Regions from separate parts of the Anser cygnoides genome. Here region 2 is linked to region 1. A link is a contact called in public Hi-C data. All regions are on one chromosome and are shown on one strand. The core of a region is the stretch at or near the end of the contact, and the rest is flanking DNA. Distances in the headings are between cores, read along the strand shown.

The links. A called contact is a pair of places that touch in the nucleus more often than the background predicts.
Region 2: a Hi-C map of liver shows a contact between it and region 1, with 1.8 times the contacts expected there. The contact joins two enhancer-like sites. A contact is called at or near these places in 2 of 7 Hi-C or Micro-C datasets (both in liver).

Annotation. Positions count from the first base shown.
Region 1 is chr4:18,568,883-18,574,314 of Taihu_goose_T2T_genome, forward strand. No RefSeq gene overlaps it. Among named protein-coding and RNA genes, the nearest start is that of ADGRA3, 270 kb to the left of the region's middle. Within about 2 kb of position 3,704, at least 2 of the 3 cell types and tissues checked have open chromatin away from gene starts, as enhancers often do. A contact at or near this core is called in liver, where this site is marked.
Region 2 is chr4:18,714,700-18,720,113 of Taihu_goose_T2T_genome, forward strand. The region is part of intron 1 of PPARGC1A (PPARG coactivator 1 alpha); the gene reads right to left. Among named protein-coding and RNA genes, the nearest start is that of PPARGC1A, 270 kb to the right of the region's middle. Within about 2 kb of position 2,707, at least 2 of the 3 cell types and tissues checked have open chromatin away from gene starts, as enhancers often do. A contact at or near this core is called in liver, where this site is marked.

The DNA.
Region 1 (5,432 bases), core at 2,454-4,953:
AAAGAAAGAGGTATATGATCGTTTTGACTTTATTCTTTTCCAGCCATAGCACTTGTCTGTGTCAGCCAAAGTAATTAAAATATTTCATTAAGGAACTATTAATCTACCCATCAAGAAAGGTTTCTCTGAGATGCTGTTCCTGCAAAAACCTTTCCTTTATATGAGTCTGAAGCCCCTCTTTAGATGGTCTGATTGCCTTCAACATCAATGAGATTAGATGACATTTTGAGCTTTTTGGGACTGAGGACATTCTTCTAGTTTGGACAGAGGATGATATCAGGAGGCCTTACATCTGACTGGGACCTTCAGATACTAGTGTGCTATAAATAACTAATGATGATGTCAGCTTGGGGGCACTTAGCAACGTGTAAGAGAATGCTGCTCCTTCAGCAATAGTTTTATAATCTCAGCCTTTTAGCATATTACCTCTAAAAGAACATAACTTCCTCTGGAAGCTTCATTTCCATTTAACCAGCCTTGTCCTTTTTAGATATACTCCCCTTGACATGTGTAAAGGAAATGTGATCCAATACCCCAATGAAATCTTGTTCAGATTTGTTAATTACCTTTGATCAGACTCTTTCCTCCATACCTTGGTTAATAGTGTACATTGGAAAAAAGAACAGCTAGATCTGTTATCCCAGCAATTATTGGGAAATGAAAGTGACAATTTGCTTACTTGCCTGAAAGATCAAACAGTAAAACCCTAATTTCAGTCACTTGGCATTGGATTATATATATTGAATCTGGCAGGTACACTTTATGCAATGTCCAGGCAAAAATGACCTCAGGCTTTCATGGACTAAAGCACAGTATTCTCAGAATCAAGAATCAATCTGACTACTGACTTTTAGGGAACTCCTACTGTCTTTCTTTCTTTCTTTCTTCTTTTTTTTTTTTTTTTAGATTGGAGTCTATGATAACCGTACATATATATAATCAGAAATCAAAAAAAAATATGGCCTAATGAATTTATCATACATCATACAAAGTACGATGTAGTGTGTCTTGACACTGAGTGTTTAATAACCCACCCTTAGAGACAGTGGAAAACTGCAGTAATTGAAGAAGGAAGAATATTTGACTCTTGAGTACGAATTTTTATGAACACTATATAGTTCATAGCACACTAGGGATCTTTTAAATGCAGAACATTGGTGTACAGTAAGTTTACCTCTTTGACAAATGATTATTTTACCACATACTCAGTTAGGCAACTTTTACTACTGCAGATGAACAAAGACAATAAAGCCACAGAGAATACTCATCTCTCTTTTTCATGTTCCCCCTTTTCTTGGATCTATTCATCTATTCTCCATGTTGTCTTTCAGGTGAAAAAGGGGGGGGGGGGGAACAAAAAACAAACAACAACAAAAAAAAACCATTTCAGGACTAGTGTGAGTTAATCCAGTTTGCCAAGATCAGGATCATCAGATTTTCTTCTGCGTGATAATAAGGTCTTTGCTTTACAGACACCTGTCTCTCTACTAACCTGATCCATGAAGCTGAGGCATACACTACTTAAAAGTAAATTAACTACATTGTTAACTAACCTGATCCTACAACTCTTGCCTATGGGAAAGGTTCTTAGTTCATTGAAACCAATTAACTGTTAAACCACTTCTGAATGCAAAGGCCTATACACAGCTTTATAGAACTAGGTAAATAGTGAAAATATATACAAATCTTTACCTCAATAAGAAACAGAAACCTGAATACTTTAAAGAGGTCCTCTGCAGGAAAATAAATAAATAAAATAAAAATCATAAATATTGCTTGTACTTTGCACAATATAGTCTCAACATAGTCTCTTTTAAAGCCAAATGATTCACAAGGCTAAACAACTAAAGTTCTCTGAAGATTATCGAATATGGAAATCATAGTGCACTCCATTAATTACCCTCTCTGAGGAAAAGAAGGGTGAAATCTGTTATAGAGTCAGACCACAAGACAGAAAGTCCCAGGCATCCATTATATAATTTACTCCTGACATAGCACATTAAAATCTGAGAAAGGAAGACCATTTTACTGTAAAGTCAGCAAAATGCCACAGAACTAAAAATCTGCTGCCTGCATACCACTAACCATATCTACAGTGAATAACTACTCCAACAAACGCGTTGGTATTAAAGCCATAAGAATTTTACAGGCTTGTGTGCTTTCACTTCAGCCTTACATTTCAGTTGTTCCAGCATGAGTTTTACACTCTGAAATTTGGTAAAACATCAGACCTCTTATTTACACCTTCATGCATTTTCAGCCTGTGACCTGGTACTCCAAAGGCACGCCTGTTGAATGAACATGCCCTCCTGCTACCCCATTGCTGAATATGTTTGCCAAGGAGGGGAGCAAACATTCTGGGCAAGAGTTTCCAGGACATGGCAGGTAGTGAGTCTGTGACCTCAGGCACAGAGGGAAGGATGCTGCCTGACCTGTGCTGTCCCACAGGAGGCCTGGGGAGCAGTGAGGCTTACAGGCTGAACCGCCATTCCTTCCTCCTCCAGGATTTTAGGAGTAAGCAATTTCTAAACCCCAGCACTGCTGCTTCAGCCAGCAAACAGAGAGTCAAAACCAATGTCCTGCCCATTCCCTCTTCTAGGCAGGACAGCGAGGTAAATCAGGCTGATTTTTCCCCACATGCACATCAGGCAAACTTCGAATTCCACATTTGTGGTTGATTTCAATGAGAGATTAGTCACCTTTTTGGTTATGGTCCGTGGTGTAAAAGCCCTAATGCCCAAAGATGGGGTCACAAAAGGTGATGATCTGCACTGTCCTCTTGCAGAGTCCAAGTCAAGGTCCACCTCTGTGTCAGAAATGGAAACACAGTTTGGCTCCCTGTGTGCAATTAATTCATTTCTGCAGTGACATCTGGTGAGCAGCAGTGGAATGGATTTAATGATTTTTGCCACCTTTATAAACTGTCCGAGAACGTGCTGGGTGCTTTGGTCACCCCTTGAGCTTTTGGACTCACCACCTTTGCTGGTCTAAGGCTGTATTTCTGCCCCCTCTTGGTTGGCTGCACAGCATGGATCAGCTCAAACAGACTGCATTCAGCTGGGTATTTCCTTAATTCACTTCTCCATGCAAGCTCTGATTTTAGTAAAATTACAAAGAAATAAGAAAGCTACCACATGGTTCGCCCACCAGGACAGCACACGTTCTCCTCGTATTTCAAAGCCAGTGATTCATTTCTGTGCTAAGGTTCACACTGAAGCGTCGGTACCTGACAACTGGGCAGCTCAAAGTTCAAAGACCAAAATGCTACCGTGTCCGGGTCTGTTTTGAAAACAAATGCAGTACAGTAATGGGGACAGTATATCCTAAGACAACAAAGAGGATATTTGTTTTCAGCATGCTATTTGCTGAGCGAGGTTTTATCCAAATCCATTAAAGAGCACAGCTAACAGCACTGCTGTGGCTATGAACACCCTTGCACAATTGTACTTCATTATGTGTTACCCCTGAGAGGCCTCAGTAGACTAAACAAGTATGGCTATACTGAGGGATGAAAGGATCAGAGATCAATTTATAGGAAAAACAAACTCTCCTCATATCTCCTCTCTTCTCAGAAGCAGGTGATTAGCTGCTGCATAAGGCACTTCAGCTGGGAAGCCAGCTAACATCAGCATTATGGTTTACATCCCACTTAGTGCGTCCCACAGATCGTAATCTCAGCAACTGAAATTCGTGATTTCACAGCAGCAGAAAAGCCTCCCCTTGCTTCTGACTGGTGGCAAAAATGTTTCTGGTTACAGTGTTGTCTCTTCAGTGTCATCTGTCGCAGAGAGGCATGGTTTGCAAAAGCAAAAGACCTCCTTAGCTCAGGCATCTACCCAACAACCTCCTAAAGTCTAAATTGGTTTTTGTATAGCTTTCTTCTGCTTACTATTAGTAGAAAGAAAAGTCTGTATGTTCAGAGTAATACAGGTGCTGGATGGCTCAGAACTGACTTCTTGTTCTCATGCAAAGGAAAAAACCTTAAACATTTATCAAGAACTTGGAGACTTTCCTGCTTTTGGAAGAGTTCAGTTTCTTAATATGCTCTTCAACAGACACTGTTTCTTGGGAGATAATTTCCTTGTTGTCTATCTAAACAAATTAATCTTTTCTGTTTCTACAAGATACCTTTTTTTTTTTTAACTTTTAAATTAAAGAATCGGCCTTGTGAAAAAAGGAAAGAAGAGAGAGGAAATGGAGAAATGCCAAATGCTAGTAAAGCATCTATCTGCAGTACTGTTTGCCAACAATAAAGGCGTATTTTACTTAAGCATTTCTAGAGAACATGATTTTTGAAATATCCTTTTACAGCACGATCTACAGTGAAAGTCTTCTGAATTTACTGCCCACATATTTATTTATTTATTTATTCAGTACTCTTTCTACCTGAAATTCTTAAAAGCAGCTGAGTAACAAACTATGAAGGTTGTTCACATTAACAGCATACATAAAAATTCTTGAATGGATACTTTCAAGAGGTGTGTTCAATTTAGCAGGTTATGTTTAGCGTGAAAAAGGCATGGCCTATGTTACAAACCAGAGCATTGCTTGTGTCATCTCCCCTTCGAAGACTACACCATGAAAGTATAAGAAAGCTATATGTTCAGAATAAATGAGGTTTTCCCTTGGTAATAATCAAGGCCAATCAGAATGTATCCTATGGTCTTTTGATTTCTGGAAGTTGCCCAAGAAAATAATTACATACAATGGTTCAAAGTGCATTACCAAAGAATCAGAGAAGCTTTATCAAAACCTGTTGAAGATATTTGCAAGAGGCTTGAAATCTTAGTGCTAACCTTCATTCAAATCTTAAAACAGAGTCGGCATTGATTGGTATTGGAAATTGAAGTGAACTTTGGGACTTCTCCATTTGTCCACTTCTATATGTGGGTAGATTCACAACGACTGAAAGGTTAAAAGTCGTGGTGTTGCTGGTGTATTCCATGAGCATGACACATTGTGGTGACTGACCTACTTCCATGCTCTTGTGAATATGAATGAAGCATTCTCAAATCCTTAAAAGGCTGCCAAACATATCTGTGACAAGACACCTTTCATTCTGTGCCAGGACAACAACCTTGATCCTCAGATCTCATAAAACAGCCTCCAAGACTTTTTATATGCCAGATATCTACATATCCATTAATCAATTTAGTCCTGTTTCAACCATTGTGTTTTATCAACAATATTTTTTATTTAAAATATTTAAATAATGTCTGGAAATAACAGCAATGATTTTTGAGAGGTTACAAAAAATGGAGGAGTATTAGATAGATTGCAGTGTTTTCCTCTACATAAATGCTCTATAATAAATGAATGTTAGTACTTTAAAACATGGTTATTCAGAAACAATCACTAGGAAAACATGTTAAGATCAGCAGCTCTCTTATATCTATATCCTATAGTTGCCCTTTGAAATCATTCCTCATGAG
Region 2 (5,414 bases), core at 1,457-3,956, 140 kb after region 1:
AATACACCTGTTAAAGGAGCATAAAACTCCAAACTCAATGGTGAAATATAAAGATTATGAAACCTCTTAAAGGAGCCATCAAAGTAAACTATTAAACAGATACATCTGCTTCACACCAGAACACATTCCATCAGTGCCACTCACGATAAATGAGCATTAGGACAAACATTTCATAAACCCTCTGCAGAAAATAGGTTTTTCAGAACATGAGTAATTCAGCTCAAGAAAAGAAGAAAGTAATGTTTTAGCCTTCTGTGCACTTTCTAATCAAGGATCTCCAAGCAATGCAAAATATTAATGATCTAAGCTCATCACAGATCTGCACATTAGCAATGTATCATTCATGTTTTACAGATGGAGCAGCGATGATACACATATGCGGGATGAATTGACTACAGTTACTGAGAGCATTGAGAACCGAGCTCAAGTGCCCACCAAAACTCACAATGAATCACTACAATTACTATTACTACTACTATTATGCAGTTGGACTAGCACTTCTCCTTTCCTACCCCTGTGGTTTTGCCTTTTGCAGCTTTGCTGGAAGGGGAATTGAAGTCCCACCTCAGCAGGGACATCCTTGCAGTCTCACAGCCTTCCCCCCAGGAAGTGATACCGATCTCACAAGGCTGCTTTTTTCCAAGACACTCACTTGCACGCATGCTGTTGCTATTGTAGAACCAAGGTTTCTTTTTTTTTTTGTTTCTCTATTGTTCCTTTTTTTTTTTTTTTTTTTTTTAATAATTTGAACAAAGAGTGCTAAGGCCCCTTCTGAGGGATTTTTGAGCCCCTTTCCAAAACCTTCCGGGCCTTTTGAGTCTCGCTTGTAATTAGTCTCAACCATATTTTGTAGTCCTTAATCCTTCTGATTGCAGATAGGGTTGGCCAGGAGTTTAAAATGGAGGGAGGAGTTAATATATTAACTGCAGGTTTCCTGCTCCAGACTTCCTTTCTCAACCTTTCTCCCTTTTCTTTTTTCTTGCTTTCTTGCTTTCTTTCTTTGCTTTTTTGCTTTTTTTTTTTTTAATTGAGACTGGGGCTTTGCAGCCATAAGAGGAAGAGAAATACAGTAGCACAGAAAGGGTCAGAGAAGGGGCAGGAATTCTCCATCATACAACATCTTTCTTTTGGGCTTTTTTCCACTTCCCAACACACCAGTGGCACAACATCCACCGGCTTCAGCCACCCAGGGAAAGGCTTTAACACGCCTGATAATGCTGATTTCACACTCCAGCATTTCCCAGTTGCACACAGGAAAGCTGATCCGAGTGCCTAAACTTTCTCAAGGCCTCCAGTGCTTCTTGCAGGCTCTTCCCCCTCCCTCCCGACACAAAATCCCTCATGTTTAGCCTCAGACCCAGCCGGTCCGGGTGCTGTCAGGAGATGAAATCACGCTGCAGACACACTCAGCCGAGGGGAGGGGATGCTTCAAACCGCCCGGCACAGGCGAGACTAAAGGTATGCCAGTTTATTCACCCTGCGTGGCCTGTTCCTGCCAGACACCCTACGCACACACCTCCCCACGCGGCCACACGTGCTTTGGGGAAGCGAGCCGGCCCTTATCCTGCAGGCACTTCACCTTTAGCTGCGGTGGTGCCGGGGGTAACGTGAGCCCCGGGCGCCTTTTGCCAGCGGCCCCGGGAGCGGCGAGCAGGATTACTCACACGAGTAAAGTTACTCATGTGACGCGTTTCCAGGAGCGGAGCTTAAATTCCTCACACCTCTGAAGTTACCTGACGGATACCCCACGGGCAGATACCACCACCATGCGCCGGCTGCTCGGGCCGCCGCCGCGGCGCGCTGCGTTTCACACACCTGCCAGAACAGTCCAACAGCCACCGCCGCTATCGCGCTTTACATAACGCCGCGTTTTCGGCACTGTTTCTTGAAATGCCCTGTGCAGGTGTCAGCCTGTTTAAAGGGTACAATATGTGTGCTCGCCTTGCATTCCTGTTCAATGTGTAAATCGTTACCTCTTGGAAAGTATCGCCTTCTCGCTTCTGACATTTATGCAGAACAGTGAAGTCTATTTTGCCAGCTATGACTTCAGTGCCGCTCTCAATAACTTTAAAGATCAACCATAACAAAACAAAAAGGCTTCTGAATTTTATTGGCACGTGCTGCCACAAGAAATACAAAATATGTGCAGCTGTCACCACTGATACTTTAATACTTTTTTTAAAAAGAAAAGGAGAAAGGAAATCTAAGAGAATAAAAGAGCAGTCACAGCCCACAAATCTGCTCTGACCTGTAGGGCCACGTTAAAACAGCTGAATGATTAAAAAAATAGTCTTGTCTGAAACGTGGAAAGCAAGGTAAGCTCAGCCCTCAGCAGGGCACCTTCCGCGGGCGTCATTTACAAACCCAGTCAGCCCGGGCCGAAGGGGTTAATGTCAGACGCACGTTATACCCAGTGATGCCTTAAATAATCATCACATGGCTCCTGTAATCTGTTCCATGCTGTCAGCACTGGGTTAGTCATAATAATATCAGATAAGAGCTGTTCAAAGTGACATACTAACCAACATGAGAGCCACATGACTTTCTGGCTACGCCGCTGCCCTTCACCTGAACTTTGGCTTAGATAGCTTTACCCCGGGACAGCGCGTGCGGCTGTTACGGGGCGCTTGCCTGGAGCTGCCAGGGGTCCCCTCGGGTTTTTTTTTTAACACCAGCCAGCCCCTGGGGTGAAGGAAACACTTCTGCTGGCGGGGGCATTCGGGGTGACTCTTGATTTTTGTTCAGCATTTGCTGCCAGGCCCTGCTCGGTGGGCATGTGGGAGTTAGGCCGGGCAAGGCCGGCGAGTGAGGAGAGGGGCGAGGGGCGAAGAGGCCGCTGGCCGTGGGGCACCCTGAGGGGCATGAAACCGGGGCCGAGCACAAGGACTGCAAAGCCTTTCAGCAGCGAGAGCAAACACTGGGCCGGAGAGAAAGCACGGGGTCAAAAGGAGGGATGATTAAAAGGGAAACAGAGAAACGGGTGTGTGAAATCAAAACTTAAAAAAAAGGAGACAGAGATGGTTGGTATGTGCACTGAAAGACAGCAAAAGAGTGAAAGCATAAGAAAAAACAAGAGCTCCAACCACAGATCTCTGAACCCTCTCACGAAGTGCCTTATAGCCATTTCCAGAGACAGGGATCCATCTCCTTCGTCTGCTGTGCCCAGAGGCCAGGCCGGCTGAGGGGGAGCCAACACAACCTCGTGGAACAGCCCTCTGCTGTTTCAGACTGCGATTTTTTAGACAAGGGACCGGTCTGCTTAATTTGTGGGTGCAAAGTTTCACACGCAGTGGTGCCCTGGGGTGGCAGGATGTTAAAAAACAAACAAAAAACCCCAAATAATTAATAACACCAAACAAAGCCCAGCAACTGGCCATGAACTAACTGGGAAAATGGTAAAAATGTCCTGCTCAAACATGAGGTGAAGGGAAATCTGTTGCAGAGCTCCAGTAGATGTGAAGGCATCCTTCTTGACAGGGATGCATCCTTCCTGAGCTGCAGCAGGACAAGACCGCGAGGGGGACAGCGGGACCGCCAAGGAACAAGGAGAGCTGTGCAAGGTATTGCAGGGTATCAGCTTGGGCAGAGGGCAGGGAGAGGAAAAGGAAATGTAGAAAGGGACTGCTGTGTGAAGGAAGGGGGTTAAAGGGAAAAAAGTAAAACAAGCAAATCAAGGCAAAAAAAAATACAAAAGAGAAAGACAGCATTAGAAAGAATTTAAAAGAAAATGGAAAAAACAATGACAAAAAATATTTAGCTTTTTACTCCTGAATTACTTCTGTCCTTATGAACTGCAGCACACTCCACGTCTACCTTCTAAAACAGCACATTTTGCACCCTCAGGAAGAGATTTGGATTTTGAGTCTCGTTACGTGCCCAGCTAACGTTCATCTCTGCAATGTCGAACTGCCATTCTGCACCGAACACGTCCCTGTATTAGCCCCCCGTTAAGCCAAAAAGGACAGGGTCAGACAAGCTGGGTGCAGCTAGGGCATTCACAGCGGAAGGGAGAGAAGGGGCAAGTGTTTGGTGCTCGTCTGCCGCCGGCCAGCTGGGACCGGCTGCCCAGCCTGCTCACCCAGAGCTGGCCTGAAGACGCTGGAGAGGCTCCTGCCGCCTTCAGGGGATGGCTCAGGCTCTGGTGTGCCAAGAACGATAATCTGTTTCTCACAAAGATGTTCCTTCTCCGGCACTTGCAGGTCTCTTGGGTATTATATTAATACCTGCTCTGGGTATCGCACTAAACTCAGAGAGGAAAGGAGTGAACACACCAAGACTGACATAAAGAAGCTGGGTTGCCTGCAGACAGTGGATGTAAATAAATGCCTCTTGGCTCAATTAAAACTTGAATCACTCTATGGAAGGATCCGTATCCTTCCCTGTACTGCATAGGGAAACGAAAACAACTATGTTCTTGAGTCCTTAATTTAAGTGGGATAAATCTTGGAGCATAAATTTGGTTCATAAAATTGGATAGCCTACGTTCCTGCATTGTTCTTGTGAAGAATTACCTCTAGTATATAACTTGGATATGGTGGGAAGACTACCTAGTGTCATCTCAGCATCCAGCACCCTATTTTCCTACCTAACTGCAGTATGAGAGTATTTTCTCTTCTACTGACCCTTGTCAAAACCGGCATTATGTAACAGTTAGATGGATGGAAACCACTCCCTGCTTTTTTAAGACCTCTAGCCCTAGACAGGGCTCTAGAATGCACTCACATCTTCCTCTATGAGTTGCTGAAGGTATGATGTTAGCCCTCTTCTCTTACTGAGCTGTGCAGAATTTTGTTCCAAACTATGCCATTTATTATTCATTATTATTTAATGGGACCAAAGAATGCAATACGTGTAACCAAGAAATATGCCAAGTAATGTTCTTTCCTTTAATGGCTGGATCAAAGGGAAGTTTATGAGGCTGGTGCTGGCTCAGCCAGTAGTGGCATTTGCCCCAGATCCTCCGCGTCAGAGTCGAGCTCTACTGCAGCGCACCTTGCTAAAGCACACTGTTTTAAAATCTGGGACCAAAAGGTGTGTCAGGCATCTGAAGTTCACTTGCCTTCATGAGCTGTTTTTCCCTTTCCAAATAAATGCTTTTGGAAGACATTCCTCTAAGCCAACTTGCAGTAAGTGCTTAACATAGCATCTTGGGTACTCAAAAAGCAAACAGTCCTTGGAGACCACTCTTCCTTCTCACGCTGTAAATGCAGGCACTGGGTGATGGAAAGGCTCTGAGACGTGCCAGAAAAGGGACGATTTTCTGATTTCTCTCCTTTCTCCTTCAGTCACCAGCTGCTTTATCAACAACCAGATCCCACCCACCCCCTCCTCCCCGTAAGATTTGTAAACGTCTCTGGAAAAGTTGTAAAACTAGCTCTAGCAAGATACGCATTCACACTAATGCTGAAGACTCA